Regions from separate parts of the Mus musculus genome. Here region 2 is linked to region 1. A link is a contact called in public Hi-C data. All regions are on one chromosome and are shown on one strand. Each heading gives the region's core, a stretch centred on a gene start, on an enhancer-like site or on the middle of the called end of the contact. The rest is flanking DNA. Distances are from core to core; before and after follow the strand shown. Region 1 holds the start of Slit2 (slit guidance ligand 2). Region 2 overlaps Slit2 (slit guidance ligand 2).

Evidence for each region. A called contact is a pair of places that touch in the nucleus more often than the background predicts.
Region 2: a Hi-C map of the N1E-115 cell line shows a contact between it and region 1, with 5 times the contacts expected there. The contact joins the enhancer-like site here to the promoter of Slit2 in region 1. A contact is called at or near these places in 1 of 484 Hi-C or Micro-C datasets (the N1E-115 cell line) and 3 of 9 other capture datasets (adipose tissue, liver and pancreatic islet).

What each region holds. Positions count from the first base shown.
Region 1 is chr5:47,981,497-47,984,855 of GRCm38.p6, forward strand. It overlaps Slit2 (slit guidance ligand 2), which reads left to right and starts at 1,659. Exons shown (of 36, transcript NM_178804.5): 1 at 1,659-3,359.
Region 2 is chr5:48,057,291-48,060,649 of GRCm38.p6, forward strand. The region is part of intron 4 of Slit2 (slit guidance ligand 2); the gene reads left to right. Among named protein-coding and RNA genes, the nearest start is that of Slit2, 76 kb to the left of the region's middle. Within about 2 kb of position 1,556, at least 7 of the 459 cell types and tissues checked have an H3K27ac peak or open chromatin away from gene starts, as enhancers often do. A contact at or near this core is called in the N1E-115 cell line, where this site is marked.

The DNA.
Region 1 (3,359 bases), core at 409-2,908:
GGGGAATCCTTCATCAGTGACGATTTGTTTTGCAACAGACATGTGTTCTGTGTTTCAAGTCATAAGGAGACGTGACTATGGTGTCTCTTTTCTTTTCAAGGAAGTTAGTTATATAACAGACCTTTAAGCAAAAATCTAGAAGGACAAATGAATGCATGAATGTCAAATGTTCTGAAGTCTTTTTAAGAATGGTGCCATACAAATAAATGGCATTCAAATGAATAATACCAAGAGTTCCAATCTACTTTATGAGGGGACAGCCTGTCTTTGACAATATCTTCTGAAGGGCTTTTGGATCTCAGTGGCAGGCAAAATGACCTGAGAAAGATATCCTGAAAAAAAATTTTTTAAATAGGCAAAAATAAAGATGTTGGAGGGATTTCACGGTTCATATTTATGAAATAAAACACTGATCAGGAAACCTATTAAGTTACAGGTAGCTTGTTAAATGCCAAAAAATGCTAAAGAGAACTGGGCCGACTTCGCGGTCAAGGTTTGTCAGATATTTTATACGAATGATACTTTACTGTAAAACTGACTTTATGGTAGGGGCTGGCACAAAGTAGAACGTGACTACAGGCAAAGAAGATGAGGAAATTAAAAGCAAGGGAAGAAGCTGACTCATTTAGTTGTTATTTCAAACCTATAGCGGCGTTGGTGTCTGCTGAGAGATGCTGACTACTGCCAGACATCACACTGAAGAGACAAGAAGGAAGGAGGAAATTCATTTTCAAAACAGTGCAGGGGTGGGGATGGGGATGGGGGTAGGGGTGAGGTGGGGATGGGGGTGGGGTGTCCAGTTAGGCACTGAATTAAGGAAAGCCTTCTAGTATAATGGGCATCGCTAGGATTTACTTCCTCTTCCCTTTGCCAGCTAAGAGAGTAAAACCGTAGGGACCTATCCAAACCCTTGGAGTTGTGTGAGTTTGTATAGTGCCCACGCAACCAAATCCCTCACCATGGCGTTTTTTAAGTAAGTGATTATAAAGAAAGGGTTAACCGAAGACGGTGGCTTAGGGATGGGAAGGCCAGAGAGAAGGTTGAAAACACTACTCCCAACTTGCTACAACTCTAAACTTTGAAGCCACCCAAACAAAATGTGTGTGTGTGGGGGGGGGGGGGGGGATAAAATGCGCGCTCACGGAGGCAGATCTATTTCAGTAGAGTTTTCTTGTTTTGTTTTGTTTTTGTTTTAATTTTAAAATCATAATCTCGCTGTCTCTCTCTTTCTCTCTTTCAGTGTTGCAAGCCCAGAGCGGTCCCCTTTAGGATCGCGACTCAAAAAGCTACAACAGAGGCTCTGCCTTCTCCATTTATTTATGAGCTGTCCTCAAAGCTGCCCCTCTCCTCGTTCTCCCGCTGGGAACCTCGGTTTCTGGGCTCTGGTCAGCTCTGAGGCCAAGGAGTTGTGTGGAGGAGACCCGAGCTCTTCTTTCTGGTGGCCAAGTTTGCTGGATCCTAGGAGTCTGGGCGCGAGCAGGGGCGTACGGGAACGCGCGCCGCTGTCTGCAGCCGGAGCTGCCAGCCTGGGCCTCACCTCTCCCGGGCGAGGTGCAGGCTTTCCGCGCGCGGCCAGGGGGCGGGGCGAGGCTTGCGGGGGCGGAGCCAAGGGCGGGGGCTCCGGCTGCTATATAAAGACCGGCGGCCGCTTTAACTTCGGACTTGGGCTTATTTATTTACGGAGCGCCTGGACGGCGGAGGCTGGAGGAGGCGGCGGCTGTGGCTGCCGCAGACGGTGGTTTAAAAAAAGGAGGAGAAGGAGGCGGCGGCGGCGGCGAGGGATGGGAGCGCCCAGGCTTCAGGGCGCAGGCCGGAGCTGCCGAGCTTTCCTGAGGCTGCGGGAGTACTGAGGAGAAAAAGGGGACGTCCCGGGGGCCCACAGGCGACTCCAGAGGCGCGGACTGGGGTCTTTTTGTTTGGCTGCGCTCAGCGCCCAGCAGCCAGAGCGGACAACTCCAGTTACAACAACAACCCACCTTCCAGCAGCCAGGCGAGACTTAGGCTGCGGAGTCCGTCCTATTGTTTAGACACTTGCCTGGGGCTCTGGAGCGCCAGTCCCTGCTCAGTCTCCGCCTTCCCTCTCTCTCCACTTTCCTCCCGGGAACCGCGAGTGCCGAAAGCCTCCCTGAGAGGGGAAGGGGCTGGAAGCCAAGCGCTGCCTAGTCTGTGGTCGCCGAGTCAGGTGCAACGTCCGGGGCTAAGCGGCATCTCAACGTCTGCGGCTGGACTCCTCCCGTGACAGTGGGTGACCGGATCCAACGCCTGGGGAAACTTCCTGCACTTTGAGGCTGAGGACCCACTTGTAGGGGCTGCCCGAGGGGTGGCTGAGAGGCTGCATACAGCAGGACGTCGCTGTTGGCTGTTGTTTCTTCTACCTGTGCCGTCAGGTGTGTGCTGCGGAGCTGCGGCGTATCCCGGAGACCAGAGTGGCTGACAAGAGCGCGCACACTCTACTGCCATTCGGTTGTCGCCTGGGGTCTGCCAGGGTAGCAGATCCCCATCTTTCTGCCTTCTACCTAGTAGTCATCCATCAGGGCACAGTAGCAGCACTGGCATCGCGGACACCTAGTCTTTGCTTTGCTCTTCTGGGCTCGCCTATCTGCAAATCTTGCCCAAGCTAGAGGACCTTTCCTACTCAACTTGGCTTACTGGATTTTTCCCCACTGCAGGAGTGAGGACTAGTGGATATTCCTGCAAGGCTGCAGCAGTCCGACTGCCCTTTTGTCTCTCTGTGTGACCTCAGGGGCAGGCCCTGGTGCAGAGCGTCGCCAAGGACGCCGGGAGGGAGGCGGGATTGCCAAGATATCCTCCAGTGAAGTGCATGTGTGTGTGCAAGCCATCCTTGGCTGTCGGGAAGTGGAGAAGACGGTTGAGGCTGCTGCTGTGCCGCAGGAGTGGAGAGGCCCCGGGAGCTGAGCCCTGAGCCCCGCATCACCGCCCGGCACCCCCAAGGCTGTCTGAATACCCGGTGCGCCCCCACGCGCGCCATGACCAGTCTCTCCGAGGGCTCTGCTTTGGACCTGCCAGGCCCTTGCGCCTTCTAGCTTCGGGGGAATCCACTTTGATCAGGGCCACCATTACTGTTTAAGTTCCCTCCTCAGCCTTGTACTCTTTCCACTGGAATCGGATTTGCTAGAGGGTTCGTGGGATCAGAAGTCCTCCCTTGTCCTCAAGCAACCAGCCTCTGCATCTTCGCGGACACTGCAAGTAGGAGCTCTTTTACCGCCAAGTTGAAGTCGCGCACTGTCCTCACAGCTGCTCCGGGGTCTACTCCCAGCCTGAGTCGGGCCTATTGATATTCAGAACTTGAAGTTGCCCACGGATCTTCTGCTCTGCTAGAAAGGCTTGAAGAGCAGAGG
Region 2 (3,359 bases), core at 306-2,805, 76 kb after region 1:
TGTTTATTACTAAAAGAGTTTCTCAACCTGTTCCTTTTAGAAGCCAGTCCTAACTGAAACCTCTGAATTTTGTAATTTGTACTATGAAGGCTCCCCTTGCTTCCTTCCTTCCTTCCTTCCTTCCTTCCTTCCTTCCTTCCTTCCTTCCTTCCTTCCTTCCTTCTTGTTCTATTATCGTCTTATTTAAATGTCTATAAGAGTGCTTTGGGGTTAAAAGCTCAAACTAGTGACTATACTCTTTATTTCCTGTAATTTTTTATGTCAACATTTGTTTCATGGAGTAAGGAAAAGTATGACTGCAAACTGCCTAATTTAGCCTTGCTTTGGTCTCCAGAAATCCAGACTTCCATTTGTACTCATGCACACGTTCCTGATTTCTGCTTGCTTACTCTCACTTACTACTAAATGCTCTTTTCCCAGTTTTTCCATATCTGTGCCCTTTAAAAATCTGTTTAGCAAGTAGTTGCAGAATAAATAGCATTAAAAATAAACTGCTTATTCTGACATTTATCGTTGTAAAGCTATTTCCATTTTAGGGAAGATTCAATTTACAAGAAAAGTTATTAGCGGCATGTCTAAAATATGCTTAGATAATTTTGACTGTCACACAGCCCTTCTGACTGGCATTTCTTGTTTGGTTGTTTTTCTTTCTAATCAGATCATTTCTGTGTCTGCTGAAATATGTCTGACTTATGCTGAGTTTCTTAAGTTGATCTCTTGAAGGATAGTTAATGCCCCTAAATCTTGTCTCAAGCCCTAATATTTGACACATTGTGTTCAATCTATTATGGATGCTTGTACTCCAGACAGCAGACTGTTTGACCTACTGCTTTAATTTGGAACTTTTATTCCTTATTCTTTAGAATTCCATCACAAGTAGGTTTTTTTTGGGGGGGGGTGTTTGTTTCTTTTGTTGTGTCTTCAACCATTCTCATTGATTCTTCCCTTTCAAAACCCAACTGAAGTCTAACCCATTGATAAGTGGCACATAGTGACTCTAAGTGAATCTTACAGTAATTCCTCTGGGAATTCTCAACTCAGATTTTACGTAATTATTTTTCCCTTATTTGTACACCATGTTGAATGTATTCCGAAGGAAGATTTTTTTTTCTTCCTTTAAGTGTTTAAATGAAATCTGGCTCTTTAACTGGAAGTTTTGACAATGATTTCTGAGATGGCATTTATTTTACCTTTTGTTATCCTCCCTAGTTTATAGAATTCATTGTTCTGTGTGGTGAAGGAATTCTTGTTAAATAATATTGGGTCCTAGGTTCTGGACTACAGAATAACATGGATTATATTTGCCTAAACAGATGTTTTCTTAAGACATACAGCAGTTGTTCCAGTGCCAGCTTAACTTCATTTTAAAAATAGGTGAAACCCGACTTGGGAGAGCGCTGGGTATCACAGCATCCCAAACAACAGGTTTCTCAGCGAGGCTCTTTGTCTCTTCCACCATTCTTCATATTCCTTCCAGATCGATTGAGGCATATGGCCTTAATTATCACGTAGAGGCTGAGAGCACGCCGAGCTCCCGCCTTCCCCCGACTTTTCTAATGAAGCTCACTCCTAGCAGCAACGTGTGCCAGATTATTGTATTGCATTATGACATTAAACATGGACCAGCAGAGGTCTGGCTAATTGGGAAAGATGCCTTTCTTTTGCTAACTGCTTGTTTATTTTCTAGGAAGCTAATTTGCTTTGGTTAGAAAATGAAACCTCATAATCCACTATAAATGAGTTTGGTCATATAATATTCATAGCAAGGCTGGGGAAATCCTATAAATAAATAAACAAAAATACTAAGAGAAATTATTTACACAACATGACTCAATGAGGCTTTGTTGCTGTTATTTGCTGCCTGTGAGACTCGAATTAACATCGACTGTGTGTTTTCCTTCCTTCTTTTAATGAATCAGTAAACAGTATTTGTAATTCCCAGGTTAATTATTCACAGACAAGCACTTGCTTAAAAGCTTTAATATTAAATTGGTTTCTTTCACTTCACTGGAAAATAAGTAAAACTGTTTTGTAATGTTTAGAGGATATAATTTAAAATGATGAACAATTTAAATAATACACAATCCAAGATTTGCACTTATTATGTAATAAAATCTTCATTTAAGGATTTAATTTTTAAATATGTATATATGTGTGGGTTTGTGTGTATGTGAATGCAGGTGGCCTCCAAGTCCAGAAGAGAGTGTCAGATCCTCTAGGACTGGAGTTACAAATGGTTGTGGGCTGCCCACTGTGGATAATGGCCCCTGAACTTGAGACCACTGAGAGAATAGAGAGTCCCTTAGCCTCTGAGCCATCATTGTCCCCAGGTCCATGTAGCAAAAGTGTATAGACACAACCTGAAACCATACTGCATCACCCACCTGCTTACCACACTTTGCCCACTACCCAGCTCATTCGCATTTTGATACTCTGATTTTCTCCCAAGCCCATTTGATGTCTCCTAAATATATGTTGAAGCTTTTCAATGACTGGGAAACTGAAAGCTGTTTCTAAATGCAAACCTTTTAGTTTTGATCTTCTTCCCACACATTAGCTTTCTGAATAATCCCAACATGATGCTTTTGGCTTAGAGGTAATTTTGCCAAGACTCCTTAGGTCACAGCGGCTGTCCAAGAGGGCTTCTCGCAACTGTTTCTGGAGTTATGCTAGGGATTTCCAGGGGAGAGAGGAAATGGTAAAGTGAGAATTTATGCTTCAACCCCTTGAAGAATTATAATGGAAATATGAATTCAACTTGGGTACAAGTGTTGCATATTATCGGAAGGCGACTTCTTCTGTAGGTAAGAAGTTACCAAGGAAGCTAAAGTAGTAGGATAAATGAAATCTGTAAATATTTTTCTAATGTTTTGTTTTCAATTCAGAGCCATGAACTTGTAGATGACTGCTCTTTACTATAAACATTCTAAAATTATTCATATAAAAGAGTGGGAAAAGTAAGATTTTAGGTAGGATTTTGACACTAAATGGGTAGGTTTTTAAACAATGGAAAATATTGGAGTCCAAATATGCTCTAATGTTCAGAATTGTCAGTGAAAATGCCATATTGTGTGTTGTGGGCTCTCTAGTCTTTATCTGTGTCCAGTGCTAACTGCTAAGTCTTGTTATAGTCAAAAGTAAGTTTCAAAAACTATTGGAAAATATGTCATGTCAATTTGTAGAGCTTTAAAAAAATCCCAGAATTTGTTTTTAGATTTCTTATATAACTAGTCACTCTATTAGATAAAGTAGATTCAAAAGCAGAGTGCATAAAGACTCTACCAATAAATATTTACAATTCAGCTAAAATGACAGTGTAAAAAACATTGTGGTGGCCAAGGGTGACACTTTTAAAATGG